Regions from separate parts of the Sus scrofa genome. Here all the other regions are linked to region 3. Evidence: chromatin contacts called from public HiChIP or PLAC-seq data. All regions are on one chromosome and are shown on one strand. The core of a region is the stretch at or near the end of the contact, and the rest is flanking DNA. Distances in the headings are between cores, read along the strand shown.

The links. HiChIP or PLAC-seq counts read pairs in DNA pulled down with a chosen protein or histone mark.
Region 1: an H3K27ac HiChIP or PLAC-seq map of alveolar macrophages shows a contact between it and region 3. The contact joins two enhancer-like sites. A contact is called at or near these places in 1 of 47 Hi-C or Micro-C datasets (liver) and 1 of 2 datasets of contacts at active chromatin or transcription factors (alveolar macrophages).
Region 2: an H3K27ac HiChIP or PLAC-seq map of alveolar macrophages shows a contact between it and region 3. The contact joins two enhancer-like sites. A contact is called at or near these places in 1 of 47 Hi-C or Micro-C datasets (liver) and 1 of 2 datasets of contacts at active chromatin or transcription factors (alveolar macrophages).
Region 4: an H3K27ac HiChIP or PLAC-seq map of alveolar macrophages shows a contact between it and region 3. The contact joins two enhancer-like sites. A contact is called at or near these places in 1 of 47 Hi-C or Micro-C datasets (liver) and 1 of 2 datasets of contacts at active chromatin or transcription factors (alveolar macrophages).

What each region holds. Positions count from the first base shown.
Region 1 is chr10:56,799,684-56,803,485 of Sscrofa11.1, reverse strand. No RefSeq gene overlaps it. Among named protein-coding and RNA genes, the nearest start is that of NRP1, 370 kb to the right of the region's middle. Within about 2 kb of position 2,170, at least 16 of the 83 cell types and tissues checked have an H3K27ac peak or open chromatin away from gene starts, as enhancers often do. A contact at or near this core is called in alveolar macrophages, where this site is marked.
Region 2 is chr10:56,533,699-56,537,617 of Sscrofa11.1, reverse strand. No RefSeq gene overlaps it. Among named protein-coding and RNA genes, the nearest start is that of NRP1, 100 kb to the right of the region's middle. Within about 2 kb of position 2,612, at least 9 of the 83 cell types and tissues checked have an H3K27ac peak or open chromatin away from gene starts, as enhancers often do. A contact at or near this core is called in alveolar macrophages, where this site is marked.
Region 3 is chr10:56,669,723-56,673,511 of Sscrofa11.1, reverse strand. It overlaps LOC106505187 (a long non-coding RNA gene), which reads right to left. Exons shown (of 2, transcript XR_001299347.2): 2 at 2,954-3,789. Among named protein-coding and RNA genes, the nearest start is that of NRP1, 240 kb to the right of the region's middle. Within about 2 kb of position 1,286, at least 26 of the 83 cell types and tissues checked have an H3K27ac peak or open chromatin away from gene starts, as enhancers often do. A contact at or near this core is called in alveolar macrophages, where this site is marked.
Region 4 is chr10:56,496,762-56,500,499 of Sscrofa11.1, reverse strand. No RefSeq gene overlaps it. Among named protein-coding and RNA genes, the nearest start is that of NRP1, 68 kb to the right of the region's middle. Within about 2 kb of position 2,294, at least 3 of the 83 cell types and tissues checked have an H3K27ac peak or open chromatin away from gene starts, as enhancers often do. A contact at or near this core is called in alveolar macrophages, where this site is marked.

The DNA of each region.
Region 1 (3,802 bases), core at 921-3,420, 130 kb before region 3:
GCTTGTTATTTGTGTGCTGATGGAAGGTGAGAATCCTGGGGCAGCACCTGCCGCTGCTGACCAGGCAGCCCCACCGACCCGCTTGTGGAAGAGACCGAGGCAGCCATGCACATGCGCAGAGACTGGCCACATCCCTGAGTTGGTTTGTGTTTCCAAATTGCCCTATTATGGCTTGAGAGATGGCTGAGCCGGGGTGAATTGGGGGCTGGAGAATGAATAACTGCTGTTCTCGACAGAAATAATTCCTGGAAGTGGGGGCAGCTGAACAGTTAGGTGGAGAAATGGATGACTCAGTGTGTATTTCCCAAAATGGATCGGCGGCCCTATGTCTTTATTAACGTCTGATGGGCGAGTTATCTTGTTTGAATTTATGAGGAGAGTAAGTTCAGGTAGGAAAGGGATAAAGACCAAGAGCTGATTTCAAAAACAAAAGGCCTGGACTCTTAAAGTGATCTTTTTTTTTTTTCTTCGCAGAGGCATGCAGCTCAGACCTGACGTCAAGAGCTTTGGAGAGCTTTTGCAAAGCACTCTGCTGATGCGGAACCCATCACGCGTCTGTGCTGGCCCTACTGGTGTTCCATTCTTTGAACATAGGGCACAGGGCCATGTTGGGCTCTGAGACTCTGCTCCAAAGTAGGCGGTGTAAACATGAGCGTGTCTCAGAGACTGGGGAGACCGTTCAAGGTTAGTATCTCAGCCGCAGAGGCGAGGTTCAAGGGCAGTGACAAGAGACCTCCCAGTCTCAGTAGTTTGAAGAACAGGGTATATTTTCTGTCCACATGCTCATCGTTTTCTGCCTCGTCTCACCTCTAGGACCTGATCTGAGTGAACAACACCGGCTAAAAAAATTGCTGATCAAGGTGGCCGAGGGAAAAGAGAAAGAAATTGAGTCACACATTGGAAGGGAGGTGTGTCACCCCATTCTCTTTCCTGCCAGAGCAGATCACAGGCCCACACCTGGTGAGGAGGGCGAGGCATGGCAGTCCTACCATGTGCTCAGAAGAAAATCCAGAAAGATATGCTGGTCTGCTCTGCTGGTGTCCATAGCTAGAAAAAAATGCACGGCGGCCAACGCCAGACAGGCTGTCTGGTGTGTGCAAAACTCCAGAGAATCCTTCTTAATTTCTTGTGTGTGTGTGTGTGTGTGTGTGTGTGTGTGTGCAAAAGTGAAGAGCTGAGATTGAATATAAATAACCATACAGAAAGGCAGACAATAGCTTTCCTACCCCCCTCCCCCGCCCCCCAGTAAATCTCTCATGCATTCAGGTGCTTAACCACAGTAGAATTGTTTATGTTCTTCTTCTTCTTTTTTTTTCTTTTTAGGGCTGCACCTGCGGCATATGGAAGTTCCCAGGCTAGGGGTTGAATCAGAGCTGCAGCTGCCATCCTGTGCCACAGCCACACCAGGTCTGAGCCACATCTGTGACCTCTGCCGCAGCTTGTGGCAATGCTGGATGCTTAACCCACGGAGCGGGGCCAGGAGTTGAACTCAAATCATCATGGACACTATGTCGGGTTCTTAACCTGCTCACCCACAGAGGGAACTCCACTGTTTATGTTCTAAAAACCCCTGTCTGCTGGGCTAGCAAGAAGATGGATCAGCTTCCAGGAGGTATGGCTGAAGAGCTTTTCTGCACCAGAGAGAAGGACAGAGGAATTCAACTGTCTTATACGGGAGGCAGGAAGCCAGCGTCCACTCAGGACCCCAGCCTCGGGAATCGCGGTGGCTTGGAGAGAAAGGCTTTTCCCTTAGGGAAGCAACTTCCACCCTCTGGTTTCTAATCTTGTGCAATGGTTTTGTCTGGCACAGAAGGGATTGGGGGACATAACGCATCTTTTTTTCTCCCCCCTTCACCTGGAGGGTAATCCTTAAGAAGAGAGTGGTCATTTTCTGATACATCTTCTCAGAGCTAACCCATCTTTTGCATGATGAGTGCTTAATGGAGATTGCGGATTGTTCTGGAATCTGGGCTGACACATCAGCTGCTTGCCTCCCGAGCAGCCGGGAAGAAGTGGACATTTGCACATCCTTGGATTCACAATGATTACAGCTCCTCACTGCCTTGTCCGCTTTCTTTTGTTACTCACTTGGGTTTTTATGAATCATGCTGTTTACAAGTCAGGCTAAATCCGAATGTCACTCTTGCATCAGAATGTCCAGATGCAGCCCTGTTCTTAATTGCTGGCTGCAGGGGGAGGGGCAACTGGTGTGCAGAGATGATGAGTCTCATGGATGGAAGAGCCATAAAATTCCGTTTCCCATAAACTAACTTCAAGAGCTGAGTAATCTTTGCTTTGTGAAATTTCTCTAAGCCACGAGTCTGAGACATATTCACTGTGAGTTTGTCTGTGTTCATTTCCTCAAATTTAAGATTTCACTTCCAGGATGTCAATGTAAGCAGCTTATTTTGTGTAAAATCTGAGATTCTGGAGTTCCCAAAATGGCTCAGTGGTTAACGAATCCGACTAGGAACAATGAGGTTACAGGTTCGATCCCTGGCCTTGCTCAGTGGGTTAAGTAAGATCTGGCATTGCCGTGAGCTGTGGTGAGGATCCCAGATGTGGCTCAGATCTGGCGTTGCTGTGGCTCTGGTGTAGGTCGGCAGCTACAGCTCTGATTAGATCCCTAGCCTGGGAACCTCCATATGCCACAGGTGTGCCCGTAGAAAAAGAGCAAAACAAAACAAAAAAAATCTGCGTTCCCTACTTGGGTGTATGAACAGGGGGCAAAGTAAAGGAACAACCTAAAACTGAAAAAAAAGAAAGAAAGAAAGAAAAAGAAAAAAAATCTAAGCATGAGGCTGACAGAATCTTTTAAATCTGTCAATCAGATGGTATTATGTCCAGAGAGAAAAGGCTAAATCTGTTTCCTTTTATACACACAATTCCTCTGTTAAAAATGGAAGAAATGGGAGAAATCTACTTATATCAAATTTTAATGATTATTCATTAAACTTGTTTGAATGAGATTAATGTCAATTTCAAATATACATGAGTCAACCCCACATGGTTCCCCCACTAATTAGAAAAATGTTTCAGAGTTCCTGGCTCTAATTTAGGTTGTTCAGATTGACGAAACCTTCAAGACAATTTTATATGGTTACATTCACAAATTTGTCATGAAATTTGTAATTTTTCTTTTCTTTTTCTTTCTTTCTTTCTTTTTTTTTTTTTTTTTTAGGGCCCCACCGTTGGCATATGGAGGTTCCTAGGCTAGGGGTCGAATCAGAGCTGTAGCTGCTGGCCACAGCCACAGCCACAGCAACACCAGATCCAAGCCACGTCAGCGACCTACCCCACTTCATGGCAATGCCAGTTCCTTTACCCACTGAGGGAGGCCAGGGATTGAACCCGCATCCTTGTGGATACTAAGTGGATTCATTTCCACGACAGGAACTCCTAATTTTTCTTGACAGAGGACAGTCTAAGCTGGGCATTGCTGTGAGGAGGCTTTTGGTGCTGTGGTGGTGAGACTGGGTGATGGTTGGTGGGGAAGGTACTGTGTCCTAGGATGAGGTCTCGATCTTGGTACACCTGCAGCTCTGGACTGTGAACTTCACACATGCCAGCAGTGTGGGCATGGAGTTTATCAGCTAACTGGGGTCACTTTTGAGGGTGCACGGGGATGCTCTTAATAATTTCTCTGGGACATCAGGTGCAACTGGGTCTTCCCAGGAATCCTGGGAGGGAAGGTGACCCATTCTGCCTACGGATAATTTCCCTTTTGTGTCTTGATATATGGATGTACCTATTGGCATTCTAATAGGATCAGTACAAGTGTGTATTATATAGTATCAGAAAA
Region 2 (3,919 bases), core at 1,363-3,862, 140 kb after region 3:
AGACAGTTGTCGGATTTCGGCCTGTGTCCGCTGGTGCCGAATGGAAATGCAGAGACAGTTTGGAGAAAAGGAGAAAAGATTAGCTGTCCTGCTTTGCCAGGCAAAGGAGGGTCACGGCAGGCTAATGCCCTGAAGACTGTGGCCCCCATTGGAAAGAACTTCCAGGAGATTTATACTAAAAAGGAGAAAGACAGTTTTCAGATAGGAATCAGGATCGGGACAAACGCGCATTCTCTTTGGGGGGATCTTAATCCATCACAGCTGGATCAGGAGATCTCAGCCTGATCATGACGGCGGTCTTCTGGGTTACTGCCGAGAGTAACAGTAGCAAAAAGGGCACATTGATCAGAGATTCTGGGTTACTGCCTAGAGTAACAGTAGCAAAAAGGGCACATTGATCAGAGATTAGGACAAACTAGGCAAGTTCCTGAAAAACATCATGGGCTAATAATCTTTAACCCACAAGCAGTTATGCTCAGGGTGCCTAATCTTTAGCTTAGAAGTGATTGTGTTTAGGGTCAGGGAGAAGGAGAAGGAAGGACTCTAAGCTGTTCAGTTTTTAAGTATTCATTTCTAAAAGAAGCATAAGGAACATAACTTTTCTTTTAGGTGTGTAAGATACCTACATCCTTGTGTGTATCCCTTGAGAGTGGACCAGGATCCTGCCCCAAGGCTGTACTGTTGGTGCTTGACTGTTCCTCCGCTGTCTCTGCATCCCATCCCTGCCCTGAGCAGCAACTGTCTGAACTGCCTCTAGGAACTCAGGGAAGGTCATGGTGGCTGAATGAAGCCCATTTCCTAAGAAGCAGAAATGGGGGACACAGAAAGGCTTTTGTGCCCAGGGGCACCATGGGGCCCTGCTCGGTTTCAAGACTATTTCAGCCAGTAAGCAACAGAGAGAGAGTGCCTGCAACTTGTGAACAATACAAGGGCCTACAGACATGTGTGTGTCCAAAAGCAAAAAAAAAAAAAAGTTTGCATTCAAAATGTAAATAATGCAAAGCAAATGTAATAAATAATAGAAGGTAAATAAAATGCAATATTATGTCAGCATTGCAGACCTAATACTCATAAACATTTCACTCCATTTGCAAATAATTTGTGAGTTGGATGGTCTCCATTTTCCAAACTCCCGACTATGCACTATTGGTTTTTTGTTTTTTTTTTCAAACACTTAAATGTAGTAAAAGACTGTCCTATTAATTCTAGGATTTTCCCTGACAGTCTTTTGGATTGTTGATCAATGAGACTGAATTACAAACTGAGTTATCCACCGCCAACTCATTTTGCAAGCAAAATTATAAACGTCCTTGTAATTTTTTTTTCTTTGCGAAAGACATACTTAGCGTGAATGGCAGGTGCATTTTAATATGTTTGATCTGAGGTCAGGAAGGATCTCTGATATTAAGAGTGCTGAGGCAACAGGTCCTCTCACTATCCTGTGTCTTTCTTCCCCTTTTCTCCTGCTTCTTTCTCTAAGAAGTGAAATACACTTTCGCATTCTAAACTTACCATCTATCGGTCCCTCCTCACCCTCCAGCTTTTACTCTAACCCTTTACTCTCCTTCCCAGTTTCTCAAATATGGTCTACACACATTGCCTGTATTTTCTCACTCCCATTCACTCTTTTTTTTTTTCTTTTTAGGGCCACACCTGCAGCATACGGAAGTTCCCAGGCTAGGGGCTGTATTGGAGCTGCAGTTGCAGCCTATACCACAGCCATGGCAATGCCAGACCCGAGCTGTATCTGCAAACTACACCCAGCTTGCGGCAACGCCAGATCCTTAACCCACTGTGGGAGGCCAGGGGTCAAACCTGCATCCTCACAGACTCTGTGTTGGGTCCTTAACCTGCTCAGCCACAATGGGAACTCCCCTACTCACCCTTTAGCTCACAGAAATAGGGTGTCCATCACAACCATTCTGCAGAAATGGAATGTCCTCACCAAAGACATCAACTACCTTGTTCCTTTATCCAATTCATATGATTCAGTTCCTTTTTTACCCACTTTCTCTTCCTTTTTCTTGAAGCACAGCTGCCTGGGCTTCTGTGATATGTTTCTCTCTTGGTTTTCTTCTTACTTCTCTGGCCACTCCTTGGTCTTCCTTCAAGATTCTTCTTTGTGCCTTAGGTGGTATTCAGGGATTTTATCCAAGCCTCTCTCTTCTCCCCCTAGGCACTCTCCCTGGGCAAGTTCCCCAGTTCACCTACCATCTATGTGGTAGTGACTCTCAGACCTATACCCCACCCCATCTGTCCACCTGTCTCTCTCAGAGTTCAGACCAATAGAGCCAGCTGTCTACCTCCGTAGGAGAATTCCTGAGTTAGATTTCCCCTCTAACAACTCAGTTCTTCGCCACTATGCTAATGCCTTCCAGAACCATGGAGAAAGTTCTCTCATAGTTACTAAGCACAGTGAAATAGCCAGATAAATGCTCCTAGTAACGGTGGCCTATTTTAAGTAAGAACTGGGTCTGACTGCACAGCACAAAGTGGGCTGCCTCTGCTGCAATGATGTCATTCAAGGTGATTTGTTGGAAGCATTGAAATTTATGGCTGGTGGGGAGGGAAGCCACAGAGGACATCCAGAGCCAGATTCAGACAAGTGCTTGCTGCTGTTCACAGCAGTCAAGTGGATGCCTCCCTTCCACGCGCTATCTGCTCAATAACACGGGGCACAGTTGTTGCCACATTTTGAAAAGTTAGCAAATTAGTACAAGAGGTCACTTGATTTCCTTCCTAGTTATAGCACACACTCATGATTGAACTGCTTAGCAAATATTCTTTGTTAATAATTAAGCAGTATTATTTGTGAAATTTTGCACAGGGACCACAGCAATATTAGCTTTTCACTTGTGATTGCTAGGTTAAGGAGGCAGCAGAAGTAAAAGACATTCCAGATTATTGGGGTGAGTTAATTTGAAGGCAGGGTAATGTTAAATTGAGGCTTAACAAATAAAGGGGCTTTTAGCAGCTTTTGATGAGGCATTCAGATAGCTTCCCTTTCTTGATGTGCAAATGGTTTGAGTCCAAAGGGACAAGGAGGGCCTGCTGCCAGACAAGTGTAGACACCCTTATTTTTATGTGCTTCCTGTACTGACAGAACTGTGGCTATGCATTTGTATTCTTGTTTTGGCAAAAGCACCAGGAGAAGCCTCTTTAAAGTATGAGGCTGGAGTTCTGGCTGTGGTGCAGTGGGTTAAGAATCTGACTGCAATGGCTCAGGTCGCTGTGGAGATGGGGGTTTGATCCGCAGCCCTGCACAGTGGGTTAAGAGATCCAGTGTTGCTACAGCTGTGACTTAGGTCAATCCTTGGCTTGGATTCAATCCCTGGCTTGGGAACTTCTATATACCAACAGTACAGCCATAAAATTTCTTTTAAGAGGAGGTTGTTACCACCTAAGTGGGACTCAAGTCTGTAGGCTAATTCTTTAGGTAGAGGGAATATCAGTGCATAAAAAAGAAATCATGGCACTTTAAAGGAACAGCATTTATATCACATATCCTTGCAAAAGAAAATAACTGGAGTTCACGATTTTGCTGAAGTCCTTTGGTGAAGGTATGTTCGCGAACCCACGTAAGTGGAGCAGGTTTTAGATTAATTTGCACATTTTTGCTTCAAGCTAATAAAGTATACATTTCTTTTCTTTTTTTTTTTTTGCATCACCCGTCATGTAAAAAATGGGGTAGTGGTAGTTTCTTGAGGACTGGGGAGCTAATTAATGTTTGCCAAGCACTCTGAAGATGAAAGGGCCGACATTAAATCCAGAATTACAACTATTATCGTCACAAAGCTCAGGAATTTAGGAAGGGTGAATCGGGAGCCCATATTCTGGATTCCAGCAAGATTCTGTCTGAAAACAGTCAAACCGATTCCAGCAATGTTTCAGATTCTAGGGATACATGGGGTCGGGTCCA
Region 3 (3,789 bases), core at 37-2,536:
GTGCCAGGCTATATTAAAGTCTGATTATACCAGCAGAAAAGCAAACAAACTCCTTGCTCATGGTCTGGCTGAGCAAATAGTCACAGAAATAGATAATCATTCGTTGGAACCCTATGAAATGACCATCTTTCTGTCCAATATGATCGATATTGAACATTTCCTCTGGTGTAACCTTTCTGATGCAATTTATTAGGCTCAGTGATAGAAATACACCCGGTTTTTTGTTGGTGGTTTGCATTTAGCATGCAACAGGGCAGTTCAGCTGGGGAGTGTGGATTGGAGAAGGGGCTGGGGTGGGGGGCACTGGGTAGGCTTGCTGGGGGATCTTTGGTCAAAAAAGATGAAGGCGTGGGCTACGCACGTAAGAACCTTCTAGAACAAAATGCCTTTACAAAAGTATCATGAAGAGGCCCTTTGTTGTTTCATCAGCAAAGTTGCTCCAAAAGAGAAGAACTTTAGAACTGAAGGGTGATGACCTAGGGAGCTGACACTGAAGCCAGTAAGTGTCTGCCTGACCCTTGGTTTTTTTGTTCTTACTACCTGGAGCGGGCTCCCTGACCTGATAGGAGGTGCCCCATCCTAGATCTTAAGCACCTTCTTGAGTCACAGTCAGCTCCTGTGAAGAGCCCTTCTGCCTCCCACAACTGGTGTCATCCAGCCATAGATTTTGCCTCTTCCTCTGGGAAATGGTTCTTATGCCCAGTGTCTGGATTGTAAGCCCCGCTCTGCTGGTTCAAGGTTGGTGACTCCAGGCCCGTAAGCTCTGACCTTGGCTAGCTTTGTGACTGGTCTCACCCTTGCAAAATCTTTTTGGTTTTCATTTCCTGGCTTTCATAACATCCATGTCTAATCCATCTGGCTCCTGTCATGTACTAATCGGGCTGCATTCTCTGGTTCTGCTTTTTATTCTGAGTGAGCGATCTCAAGCCCTGAAAAAAAGGGATTTTTGAAGCGGCAACACAAGAGCACCGGGGAGGAAGGCCTATTGAGTGAGACTCCAATAAACCTTTGCAGCAACTCAGGGTTCTCCGAAAGTTCATTGAAAGTGTGTTGCCACATCGCTGTCTGGGAAGCTCTTGATGGTACAGGCTGCCAATGGTTTCACTTTACGCTCTGTGGCTTACCACACAGACAGTATTATGGGGAGAAGAACAAGCTTGCAGCCTAATAATTCATTAGAACTGGGAAGCGTGTGGCTCATGAAGATAAAAGGTTGTATAGAGATACATGTTTCTGGATCTGCATCGCCGCCACCGCCACGTGATGAGACCAGACACATGACAGTGAAGAGGGGTGGATAAATGTGGCAGGTCCCTGCATTAAGGAGAAGTTGTACTTAAGAAGATGCCTCTTAAGGTTCCATCCAATTCTGATGATCCTGCGACTTGCAAAATCTTTCTTCTTCTTTTTTTTTTTTTTTTTTTTTTCCCAAACATGAAATAGGACCTTTCTTTACCGAATATCACTAAGGTCCTGTGACAAATGGGTGCTATTACTGTACGTTCTCTGAAGCCTGTGCGGCATGTCTAAGGACGTTTTAACTCATGTTCTCCCCCAAGCTTTTAATCATTGCAGGAAAGGCCTGGGACCCATCGGCAGGAGCAGCAGAGTGTGTTTGTAGAAGGTGGTTCAGAGCCCTGGAAGCTGTGCTTTGAGACACAGCTGGAGACCTCACTGGGAGCCACCCTAGTTGTATGTTTTCCTGCTGTCAGGGGCTAATCCGTGTCTGGATGGGCAGTTTCTGAGGCCTCATTCACAACTTTTTAGTAAAGTCTACCAGGAACTTGTTTTCTGTGATGACAAGATGCATCCCAAATTACTCTAAAGATGATATTGATTTTCCTGCAAATAATAAGTCCAGCCGCGGGAGAACCATAAAACTTGAAGTTGTTGCTTCAGTGAGCGCTACCATGTAATGTCAGTAGCTTTGGTTTTTATTTAATTTTGTGATTAAAGTTTTTATTGATTTCCCCGCAGGGTAGAATATATCAATACCTTTGGTTTCAAAGGAGCATTCAGAAACAAGAAAACATAAAAGGACTCCACTACAGAAAAGTGGGGCTTTATTTGAAAATTTAAGAAACTGCCACTGGGAATCCCCACGGTATATCTAATTTTGGATGGGGCCACTCGGCCTTGTGTGTAGACCTAATCCCTCAGGTAACCAGCAGGTTAAGGCCTGGGAGATTCAGTTCAGAAATCCTTAGCTAGTGGTTATGAAAGCTAAGACGTCTTTGCCAGAAGCTGATGCACCAGCAAGTGAATCATACTCCATGTTCCCATAAATCATGCAGCTACTTCCTCTTCACCAGAAAAGGAGAGGCCTGATGGGACCCCATGTAAGAGGCCTTGCGGGCAGCTCTGTGCGTAAGAGAGATGGTTCCTTGCAGAGGGATTGCATCACTGAGAAACACAGATTGCTGCCCTCACTCCAGTTGGAGCCCACAAGGATTCTACAGCGTCTACAAAATAATACAGGAAACGTGCGGTTTCCTTCAGAGTTAGGAAGGGCCACACAATGATCCAGTCACCCACTTTCGTGTGCTTTCTTCTCCCCTTGGGCGTGGGGGCTGGACAGGGTGCCTTCCCTTTTGTGGGATGGGCAGGGGGGACAATGTCTTCAGGCCACACTACGTTCCTATTACATAGATCAACTGGTTCTATAGCCTTAACACTCACAATTAAGATGAGTGTTTCCCCAGCGACACTTCACCCCATCCTCCCAACAGCTCCCACGTTCTCAGCCTTATTCCACTGCTTAGCAGACGAAGCCTTGGAGGGATGCTAAAGATGTATTTCATGACCTACAGGTAGCAAGTGGCGGAGCTAAAAATTAAACCTTGTTCGCTTGGCTCCTAATCCATTCTTCCCTGTGAAGATGGCATGAATCCACTATAGCCTCCTTGCCATGTGGGCACTGGTGGATTGGTTTGACTTTTTTTTTTTTTTTTTTTTTTTTCTGCTGAGTTGTTCTGGCATAGAAGAACCACGGAAGCCCGGTCTGCCCCGCACACAGGGCCACACAGAGCCGCTGTCCTCGGAGTACCTGGGGGTGCTGTTCCTTGGAGCGAGGTCTTCTTCTTGGTGCTGGAGAAACAAACACAGGCAGCAGCCCGGCAGATTTTGCAAGCTCACCAAATAGTCGTTTGTCTGCAGCCAGAAAGACAGGGCAGTTTTCACTCCCCCTGTTTCCTCCTTAAAAACACATTCCCCTTTGTTTGAAATTCCAACCAATTTCGAAAAGAATAAGGCAGAATGATCCCTGTAGCACACAATCCAGAAAATATAATTGAGTGCACTGCAGCCGGGGAGAGAGCCAGGAAACGGAGGGAGTGAGATGGCTATTCATCAATAAAAACAATATTAGAAAGAAGGCCCTGTCCTCTGGCCTCAGGACTGTCCCTCTCCCTCGCTGCTTCCTCCTGCTTTGAGAAAAACAAAGGAAAGGAAAACCTTAGTGCAAGTCAAAGAAGAAGGAGGAAATTCACATTTGATTCTTGATCCTAGAAACTCAGTGCATATTCAGGTTCGCATTGGATCGGTTCATTTGATCACCCGTGTTCCCAGGGAGAGGTCCAAGGGAGCAGAGCAGCCCTGAGTAGCTTCCAGGCTTTACCTCCAAGAACACGCCCTGCTCCAGGGCAAGCTCAGAGTCTCCCTCACGGGGAGGCACTGCCTAGAGGTCTAGAGTCACAGAGAGAGGCCAAAAGCAAATGCAGCCGAGAAGCAGGCATGACTGGAGATATTTGCCCACGCTGTGGGGCTAAAGTTCTCATCGGAAGGAGGCCT
Region 4 (3,738 bases), core at 1,045-3,544, 170 kb after region 3:
ATTCTTGGAGTTCCCTTGTGGTGCAATGGGTTAAGGATCCAGCATTGTCACTGCTGTGATGTGGGACCTTCCACATGCTGCAGGCATGGCTGAGGAAAAAGAAAAGAGGTGTAATTCTTTCTCTTTTCAAAGACTTAGGCATTTGGCCATTGGAATCTCAACAAGGAGGACTCCAGCTGTACAAAAAATTCACACTTTCCTGTATTAAATATTATTCACTGTTAAAATTTTATTTCCAGCCCAGATCCTTGCTGCTGTATGGTTCACTGATGTTGCATTCTCTATACATAACCTCCAGCCTTACCCTCAGCTGCTCTATGACCGATCCTTCAGGCTTCAAGAATGACCCGTGAGTGTGAGGGCCATTTTCTCCCCACTTTCCTCTGCTGGGTGATTGGAAGGGTTTTCCCGGGTTTGCGACGCAGCTCCTCCCAGATCACTCAGATCCAAGTCACTCCTGCTACTGGAATCAGACTTAGCGCACGAGATACACAGAGCCCTTAGATTTGCACAGTTTTTCTGAAAGCAGGGGTGGATGGTCAAAGCAGGGGTGGATTTTATGACCCCCTGGGAAATAGGACTGCTGCTGTACTGTCATTTCCTGAGTAACGAAAAATGCATTTTTAGTATTTATCAGAGCATGATTCAACTATAACTGATCCTCAGTTGTAGTTTTAATTATACATACTTGGTTTTACTTTTTTTTTTTTCTTTCCTGCCATGCTCATGGCATTTGGAGGTTCCAGGGCCAGGGATCATCCAATCTGAGCTGTAGCTACAGCAAAGCCAGGTCCTTAACCCACTGCGGGAACTCTAGTCATAACTTTTTTTTTTTTTTTTTTGAGATGGAAGTGAATTTATAAACTAACTTGGGAAACATTACATTCTTATGATATTGAATCATACATTCTACAAAGAGAATTTTTAATGAATACACGCTAGTACTTTCTTTTTTTTTTTTTTTTTTTTTTTGTCTTTTTGCTATTTTGTGGGCCGCTCTCGCGGCATATGGAGGTTCCCAGGCTAGGGGTCAAATCGGAGCTGTACAGAGCCACAGCAATGCAAGATCCGAGCCGCGTCTGCGACCTTACACCACAGCTCACGGCAACACCAGATCCTCAACCCACTGAGCAAGGGCAGGGATCGAACCCGCAACCTCATGGTTCCTAGTCGGATTCGTTAACTACTGCGCCACGACAGGAACTCCTCTTTTTTATTTCATTTTAGAAGTTTCATTGAAGGTTGCAATCATTTCTACTTGGTTTACTCTATACGTAATAGTTTGTACCTCTTAATGCCTACTCCTATCTCTCCCCTCACCTCCTTCCCTCCCCACTGGTAACCACTACTTTGTGTCTATTTCGTTATATTCCTTTATTTGTTTTATGTTTTAGATTCCACATGTAAGTGATAACATAACAGAATTTGTCTTTCTCTGACTTATTTCACCAAGACATCCTTGTTGCAAATGGTAGAATTTCATTCTTTTTTATGGCTAACATCCCCTTGCGTATCTGTACCACATCTTCTTTATCCACTCATCTGTTGATGGACATTTAGGTTGTTTCCATATCTTGGCCATTGTAAATAGTGCTCTATGAACATGGGGGTGCAGGTGTCTTTTCAGGTTAGTGTGAGGTCATAGATTTTTCATAATCTTTGGTGGATGTACCCTGTTTAGAACTTGGCCATCCTGAGGAAGCAAAGGGAAATCTCAGAAAGGTCTTCCTTCTGTCTCTGGTTCCTTCTGGTTCCTTCCTCACAGGCCTGCCCTTTATGACGGTCCACAGAAGTAAATGGAGCTTTCCCTGCTACATGAGGTCACGAAGCACCACTTCCCCAGGGGTACCACCAGGCCCAAGCTCACCCTGGGACTGAGTGAGTCTGAGTAAAGTACTGACGGATAAATGGTCTCTGAAGACACACCTTCCAGAGAGTGGTTCCCAACAAAGCATCCTTCCCTCATCCCCTTAGCTGCACTCCCCAAATTCCGCCCCACATCTTCTGTCCATCCAGCTTTGCCCCTTCCAGGAAAGGTGACCTAATCACAGCTTTATCCTTGGCCTCCTTACCAGTGCTGCTGCCAGGTCAATATTGATCTTATCCTCCAGACCAAGTCAGAATTCCATGGTTCACGCTTATTTTATCCTCTATCGGCTCTCAACTCTGGAGTCTGAATTGCAACGGAAGTGTGGGTGAATCACAGCCAGAGTTTGAATAATGAAAGGTCCAGCAAGGATGCCCAGCGTGGGCACTCACTGACTTCTCCTTCCACCCTCGTCCTGATGATGAATCACTTTTGGCCATCTTGTGATTTGCCCTCTTCCTCCTCACCGACCCTTCAGAGGCCAGCTGGTTCTCTCCCTCTGAAACTTTAGAGGAATTAACCGAATGATTCTTCCCATGCTAGAGGTGCCAATTCTTAAGCCCAGCATTTCTCAAGTGTCAGGAACTTGCATAGAAGTATAAAACCTCAGTTGTATGACTGGACTTGGGGGGGGGGGAGAATATTTCTCATCCATCCCAAACTATCACTTCCAGAATGGACAGAGAAAGTAAAAATTAGTAAATCTGGATGACAAAAGTAATCACATTTTAAATCACAATGGGAGGCAGAGTAGCAGTGAACTGAAGCCATCAACCGTCTTTCTTCAGGAAGATGGCCCACAGGTGCTTTGCTCAGCTTCCTCTCTTCATCCTCCCAGATGCTAGAACCTTCTCAAGAAAAAGCCATGGGCTGTTGGCATTTCTGTCCCCATACTCCTCTCTTTCCTAGCCCATCTTTGCCCCACTCATTCTTCAAGTGAAGGTGGATAAGAATTTCTATCTCTGCAGAGCATCAGGGCCGCTCCACAGACATGAGACGATGTCAGCAAAGGAACAGCAAGCCTGGTTTCTCAGTCCCTTTACCAACCAACACAGGGCCCAGTGTTCCATGGTGGATGAACACTGATCTCATGGATATTACCCCTTTTATTATTATAGTTCTTAGCTTTTAACATGTATTGAAATGTTTTTATTTCAATCTCACTGTTGATGGTAGTTTAGCTGGTTTTAAAAATCATGTTGCTAAGTAGTTTCCTTTAGCTATTTGTTTATCTGCCATCTGTTCTAGATAAGCTATCTCTTCTGTCTTCTGTGCTTTCTGAGTTTACTATGATGTGACTAGGCATACAGATTTGGTTATTTGGTTTTTTTTTTTTTTTTCATTTTGTTCTGTTTTGTTTTTTGCTTTTGGGCCACACCCATAGTATATTGAAGTTCCCAGGCCAGGGGTAAAATCAGAGCTACAGCTGCCAGCCTAAGCCACAGCCACAGCAATGCAGGATCTGAGCTGTATCTGCAAGCTACACCACAGCTCATGGCACTGCCAGATCCTTAACCCACTGAGTGAAGCCAGGGATTGAACCTGTGTCCTCATGGATACTAGTCAAGTTCATTACCACTGAGCCACAACAGGATCTCCAGTATAGATTGGTTTTGTTCCTCTTTCTAGACTCACAGTATGCATTTTCATTACAAGGACTCATGCTTGTCTTTTTGCCCACTCATTTCCTCCATTCTCTTCTCCCAGAACTCTCATTAGATTATGGAACTCGTAAACTCTCCTCCATGTCTCTTAACTGCTCTTTCATGCATGTTTATAAATCTCTTCCTCCTAACCCCACTGTTTGCTGCATGCTGAATATACTTTCTTAGCAATATCTTTACAATCTGTTATGTGCTTTTTCACAGAAT